2 separate regions of the Muntiacus reevesi genome follow, and region 2 is linked to region 1. The links are chromatin contacts, called in public Hi-C maps. All regions are on one chromosome and are shown on one strand. Each heading gives the region's core, a stretch centred on a gene start, on an enhancer-like site or on the middle of the called end of the contact. The rest is flanking DNA. Distances are from core to core; before and after follow the strand shown.

Region 1 (3,366 bases), core at 382-2,881:
CTTTTTGCATTATTGAATTTATAGTGTGACAAATTTGTTCACACAGGCATGAGTTCTGTGCCCATGAGGGACTCGGAAAATGTTTCTTCCGAATACAATTGATTCAGTTACCTAAGATGTGGTTAAAGTGAAAGGTTAGTGGTATGAATAATGCAAAATGATAGTAAAAAAATCTTTGCAGCACTGTTACTCTCCTAGGATGGGGATCATTGACATCCCCTTGGACTAGGAATAATTTTTTTTTAAACCAAATTTTCCTTAGCCCTTGCCCTGTACTGAAATGATTCTAGGCAAGGCATGTAATCTCTTTAAAACCTAGTTAACTTAGGAAAATGGAGATAGCAACATCCAAGCTCCTCATCTTAGAGTTTTCATAAGACTCAAATAGATGTAACTGAAAGCTTTGAATATTTTAGCGAACGTGTAAAGAATCCCCACTTTCATATAGGAAGAAGTACTTAGGGGGTCAAACCCCAACTTCTCTCTCAAGATTCAGCTTCCACTTGGAGAGTTTGCTTTTCCAGGTCTTCAACAGGAGGTTGACTCCACGTCTTACACAGATGACAGAATTTCATGTTAAGTTTGTGGCCCCTTCCTGATTTCCACCTTGGATTTTTAATTCTTATCAAGCATGAGTGGCTTTAAGGATATCTAGATTCTTTGGGCTCTAGACCCAGGAAAATGAGAGGGAGGTTGTTACTTCTCAGATCTAATTCCAGTTTTCTAATGGAAGATATATCTTTCATCCTTCTCTGGATGATTAATATCAAGAATGTCCAGCCCTTCGAGAAAGACACTGCTCCTAACCTACCCCAACCCGTAAGGGGAGTAGCCTTACTCTGTGATCTCAAAAGGAAACATCACAATACGATAGAATAAGGGTACAGTTTTCTTACAGTTAAAATAATAAAAACAACTCTAAATACTTTGTACATATTATCTCTTTTAATCCTTCTGAGGCTGATAGTATCTCTGTTTCACAGATAAAAGAAGTACATGTTCATGTTAATGGCCTGTTAAAGGTCTCGCAGCTGGTTGGTAAGAGAGCTGGCAAGGAGTCTAGTTCTGATTTCAGAGCCACTGTGCTTCTCTATAAATGTAAGATACCATTGTTATATTCTATTTAGTAACCTGAATATTTAGAGAAGAATGTTAAGGGCAAAAATCCTGGACAGAATTAGTCACCTTCCTCACCCTTTTTTTTTTTTTAAACTGCTTCAAAACATCAACCAAAGCAACTGGCAGAGACCCTTAGGGACTTGAAAGGAACCAGATAATGGCATGCATGGTGTCCTTGTCTGGACAAAAAATTAAAGTTAAGGCCTAGCTTTTGGGTGGCAGGAGAGGAGGTGAAACCCACTGTTCTACCACGCCTCAGTGGTCTGCTCACCTTCTTTTCTTTCCTTCCCATCTTCCAGCAGATTGAGGTTTCAGGCCTCTTGGTAATGAGGGAGAATTGTGTTAAATCCTTGGCTCTGGACAAGAGCATTTTCAGTGCCAGAGTTCCTTCAGGCTTTTCAAGGAGACCCAGGGCAGGAAGCTGGAACTGCAGGACTTGTGGGCAACTTGAAAGTAAATCTTACATGAAACCACAACTCTTAAAGCGTTTGGAAAAATAACGGTTCCTGGCGTTGCTTCTCTCAAAAGTGCATGTTTCTTTCTGTTTTCCTTAAGAACGCACATTGACACAACAAGTTACTGTTTAATTCATTGCTTAAGCATTTCCTGTTCTAAGCAGCACTTTTCAGGGACACTCATTGCTAAGCAACTTTTGATGAGTCTCTGGTTCTTTATTCATTGAAAATCAGACCTGAAAGGGGCCCGGTGGTAACTGACCCAGAGACTCAAAAAATGTTCATGATCTTTGATATAACCTCTTTCCTCTTAACTGTGAAAATAGAGGGAAAGTGTAGAATTATATAGGTGATTAACTTTGGAATAATGGTTTTTAGTTCCAGCTTCAAAAGTAGATCTTTGAACTTAACTTTCATTTTTTATCGTATTTAGTTTAGGAGACAGAACTGTATGGAAGAGTTAAGCCTTAGGAGGTAAATGGACCCAGGATTGAACCTCAGTCCACTGCTCATTAGCTATATGAGTTTAGAAATTATTTCTCCTCTGTAACCTTGGTTTCCACATCTCAGGTCTTTGTTGTTGTTCAGTCGCTAAGTTGTGTCCAGTTCTTTTCGACCCCACAGACTGCAGCACGCCAGGCTTCCCTGTCTTTCACCATCTCCCAGAGTTTGCTCAAACTCATGTTCATTGAGTTGATGATGCCTTCCAACCATCTCATCCTCTGTCATCCCCTTCTCCTCCTGCCTTCAATCTTTCCCAGTATTAGGGTCTTTTTCCAATGAGTCAACTCTTCGCATCAGATGGCCTAAATATTGGAGCTTCAACTTCAGCATCAGTCCTTCCAATGAATATTCATTCAGAGTTGATTTCCTTTAGGATTAACTGGTTTGATCTCCTTGCTGTCCAAGGAAATCTCAAGAGTCTTCTTCAACACCACAATTCATGGAGCTAAGGAGATGATTGACCAATTGGGACATGGAGGCCACCTCTGCTTCTCCCTTGACTTCTGGCCTGATTTAATTTCTTTAGACTATGGCCATGCGTCTCTCTTCTGAAACTCGGGCCAATAGTGATAGTAGTTGGAGCACTTCCTATGTTTTAGGAACTATGCCCAATATTTTACACTATCACAGTAACCCTATAAGAAGGATACTGATATAGTTCCCTTTTAAAGATGGGGAAAAAAAACAAAAACCAGAGTTAGGATCCCAAAATTGCTTCTCTGAGAGGAAAAGAGTGGCTTTTCTGCTGCTGAGCCCCAAAGCCTTTCCTGAGATGCTCCCTCAGAATCTTATTCTGAATTTTCTATTTCCTACCTGTATCAGTCCCCTGGGACTTGACTGCTCTCCTGTCCAGCCAATGCAGTGAATAGACACTGAGAAGGGGGCTGGCGCATCCCGATCTCCACCTTCCCTGCCACCCTGGATACGAACATGCAGGCTAAGAGTTTCACTACTGACATATGGAGAAAGAGATAGGATAATAAAGTTGGCAAATGGGGATGTTATCAATGTCCTGGAAACTTAGAAAAATTTTGCAGACCTGGTTCCTGATTCATAAAGCTCTTGATGCTCTCTGAAATTATTAGAGCGTGTGACTGGCACACGGGGCTCTTCCTTCACTATACCATTCCCTTACTGTCACTACTGTAGTTAATTTTCCTTCCTAGAGCTTATACAGATTAACGATAGTCCATGTCGTTTGGGGTATATAGCAAAGTGGTTTGGTTATACATATACATATATTCATTCTTTTTTCAGATTCTTTTCTCTTGTAGATAATCACAGAATA
Region 2 (3,708 bases), core at 291-2,790, 250 kb after region 1:
GCCAAAGACTTTACAAAGTACCAAGCTCTTTTAAAATCTCTGGTTCTGATTATTCCTCTCTGGAACTTTTCCCTATCATACCCCATTTTTCTCAGAATGCTAACCTATCTCCTTTCAGCTCCAAGTTTAGGTGCAAACTCAATGGAGTACTCCCCTCAGATCCCAAGCAGTCTCTATGGCCTTCGCACATAATTCCCAGACTGAGGCATAGGAATTCCTTCCTACCCAAGAGGTTACAGTGTAAATTTAAAAACTTAAAAAACAATACACGGGAACACAAAGTTTAGATCTATGAGTGAGAACCACGACTCCCGACCTCCCGTATTTTGGCTCTTCACCTTTAAGCCAACAAAAACAATGCTGGGGACTTTTTCACTTGTCAATCCACTTACGAAATTTTAACCATCCCAAGTGGTGGTGACCTCTCATAAAACAAAAACTAATCGACCAAAAGCAAACAAACCCAAGCATACATCTAACTGCAACAGTAACTGCGTACCGGTTATTTCAATGGCGATTATAACGCAAACCAACGTTTGGACTCATTTCTGTATGCTCGCAGTACCCCAAAAGTTCGATGACACAACAAACTCGTCCTTCTCGTCCCTCTCCTGCGGCCACGTCAGATACCTGTTGCATCACCTGGAAAGAGGTCTCCAGAATCTAGGAAAGGAGTACCACCACGAACCCCTAAATAATTCAGATGGGCTATTTTCTGGATAAATTTTAATTTAGCCTCATTCATTTTAATGAGGTTGCCTTGGAGGCTAGGGTGTGTTGGCTCCTGTTCACCTTTAAAGAGACTCTAGCACTGGCATCGACAAGCGGTGACTTTCTGGACTTGGAGGGGCTTGGGAGTTTTTGAAGACGGGCTGCTTTGGCAGAGTGGGCAATTGGGGTGGGAGAAGCGGGGCTGCCCCGGGGTTCCGGTGATGGAGCGGGAAGTCCGTCCCGCGACCCAAGCTTCGCGGAAAGGACACTGCTCGTTGGCCAAAAGGTCGGGCCCAGCCCAGGGTCCGAGCCAAGTCGGGGCACGAGGGAGGTTCGAGGCGAACCGAGTCTTGGTCAAAGCCCCGGGGCAGACCGGGGAAAGCTAAGAAGCGCGGAGACGTTTGCAGGGATTAAAAAAATAATACTCCCCTCCCCCAACCCCGGTGAATCAAGTGGGAGGCGGCGACGCCAGGCTGGAAACGCGAGGGGCCGGGTCCGAACCCATCGGCGAGAGAATGCCGGCCGGGGCCGGGCTCGGGCGCCGGCGCCGTACTCACCATGTCGTACACGTTGAGCACCACTAACTGGTTAGCCCCCATCCTCCTCCCGGGGGCCGCCGCCTCGCGCTCCAGCCGCTCCGTTCCGCGGGGCCGAAACCGTTCTCACCCACGCGGACACCTCAGGGGGCCGGAGCCGGGCCCTAACCGCACAGCCCGGCCGGCGGGAGCCAGGGCGGAAGCATCGGGAAGCTGGTCGCTCCCGGGCGCCGCCGACAGGACCCTCTGCGCCTACGGGGCCGGACCGCAGGCGGCCGCTCCGGCTCAGGCGCCTCCCCCCGCGGCAGACACGTGGGGGAAGGCGGGGCCCGAACAAGGGGCGGGCGCCGGGCTCCCGGGGGCGGGGCCGGCCGGGGCTGGGCCCGCCTGCGCTCTAGCCTCCACTGCCGCACTCGCACCTAAGATGGCGCAGCCTTGGTGCTTTTCCGCCAGGGGGGGGAGCGCGTTCCGAGAAAGACTACAATTCCCAGCATGCAATGAGGAAGCGCAGAGGCGGAGTCCTAACTGCGGTCCTTCCTTGCGGTGCATTTCCAGCTGTCGACTACAGTTCCCAGCATGCTGCGGGGGCAGGGTCCTGCTGGCCAGGCCTAGCCCGGAGACTACAGCTCCCAGCATGCAGTGCTTGTGGTGTGCGCCCTAGCCTTGCTGTTCGTCCTTGTGGGCCGTGAGGTTGTCCATCTGCTTCTTTTATCCGTTACTGCTGTGATTGGTTTCTGTCGCGTTGAGCTCGATGAAGCCTCACGAATGTGGCAAAAGCCCACATTGATGACCCTGTTTTCCAAGTTCCATCTCACTATTATTTTTTATTTTGCAAGGGGAGAAAAATAGAGGAAGGTGGGTTACTGGCAGGAGAAGGGGTATAACATGCATCCAGTTAATTCTCAATGTGGAATTTTACATTTTATGAAACTATCCTGCTGAAATGGGAAGATAGCTCATAGATTAGCACAACCCTGGGACAGAGTGTGTGCTTTTGCATTCATTCAAAAATTATTTGTTGTGTGACGGCCCTTTGCCAGGCAGTGATGTAGGCACTGGGGAGTATGGAGTAAACGATAGGGAGGAGGAGCAAAATATGCTTTATAGAGAGTTAAAATAGGATGAAGTGATTGACAGTAATCTTAAATTGGCTGCAGTGGGAAGGTCTCCGTAAGCTGCTGAGGTTTAAGCTCAGAGTTCAGTTCAGTTGCTCAGTCCTGTCCAACTCTTTGGGACCCTATGGACTGCAGCATACCAGGCTTCCCTCCCTATCCATCACCAGCTCCTAGAGCTTACTCAACTCATGTCCATCCAATCGGTGGTGCCATCCAACCATTTCCTCCTCTGTCGTCCCCTTCTCCTCCTGCCTTCAACTGTTCCCAGCATTAGGTCTTTTCCAATGAGTCGGTTCTTCACATCAGGTGGCCAAAGTATTGGAGCTTCAGCTTCAGGATCAGTGCTTCCAGTGAATATTCAGGACTGATTTCCTTTAGGATTGACTGGATCTACTTGCAGTCCAAGGGACTCTCAAGAGTCTTCTCCAACACCACAGTTCAAAAGCATCAATTCTTTGGTGCTCAGCTTTCTTTATAGTTCAACTCTCACATCCATACATGACCATTGGAAAAACCATAACTTTGACTAGACTGACCTTTATTGGCAAAGTATGTCTCTGCTTTTCAATATGCTATCTAGGTTGGTCATAGTTTTTCTTCCAAGGAGTAAGCATCTTTTAATTTCATGGCTGCAGTCACCACCTGCAGTGATTTTGGAGCCCAAGAGAATAAAGTCTCTCACTGTTTCCATTATTTCCCCATCTATTTGCCATGAAGTGATGGGACCGGATGCCATCATCTTTGTTTTCTGAATGTTGAGTTTTAAGCCAACTTTTTCACTCTCCTCTTTCATCAAGAGGTTCTTTAGTTACTCTTTGCTTTCTGCCATAAGGGTGGTATCATATGCATATCTGAGCTTATTTATATTTCTCCTGGCAATCTTGATTCCAGCTTGTGCTTCATCCAGCCCAGTGTTTCTCATGATGTACTCTGCATATAAGTTAAATAAACAGGGTGATAATATGCAGCCTTGACGTACTCCTTTCCCGATTTGGAACCAGTCTGTTGTTCCATGGCCAGTTCTAATTGTTGCTTCTTGACCCACATACAGATATCTCAGGAGGCAGATCAGGTGGTCTGGTAGTCTCATCTCTTTCAGAATTTTCCACAGTTTGTTGTGATCCACACAGTCAAAGGCTTTGGCATAGTCAATAAAGCAGAAATAGATGTTTTTCTCGATGATCCAATAGATGTTTTTCTTGATGATCTGACAGATGTTGGCAATTTGATCTCTGGTTCCTCGGCCTTTTCTAAACCCAGCTTGAACATCCGGAAGTTCATAGTTCATGTACTGTTGAAGCCTGGCTTGGAGAATTTTGAGCATTACTTTACTAGCGTGTGAGATG

What was found. Hi-C and Micro-C count contacts between places; a contact is called where the count stands out from the background.
Region 2: a Hi-C map of muscle shows a contact between it and region 1, with 4 times the contacts expected there. The contact joins the promoter of DESI2 here to the promoter of EFCAB2 in region 1. A contact is called at or near these places in 2 of 3 Hi-C or Micro-C datasets (blood and muscle).

What each region holds. Positions count from the first base shown.
Region 1 is chr5:78,953,127-78,956,492 of mMunRee1.1, forward strand. It overlaps EFCAB2 (EF-hand calcium binding domain 2), which reads right to left and starts at 1,632. Exons shown (of 7, transcript XM_065935587.1): 1 at 1,391-1,632. The coding sequence starts at 1,489.
Region 2 is chr5:79,199,570-79,203,277 of mMunRee1.1, forward strand. DESI2 (desumoylating isopeptidase 2) reads right to left here and starts at 1,541. Exons shown (of 5, transcript XM_065935602.1): 1 at 1,269-1,541. The coding sequence starts at 1,310.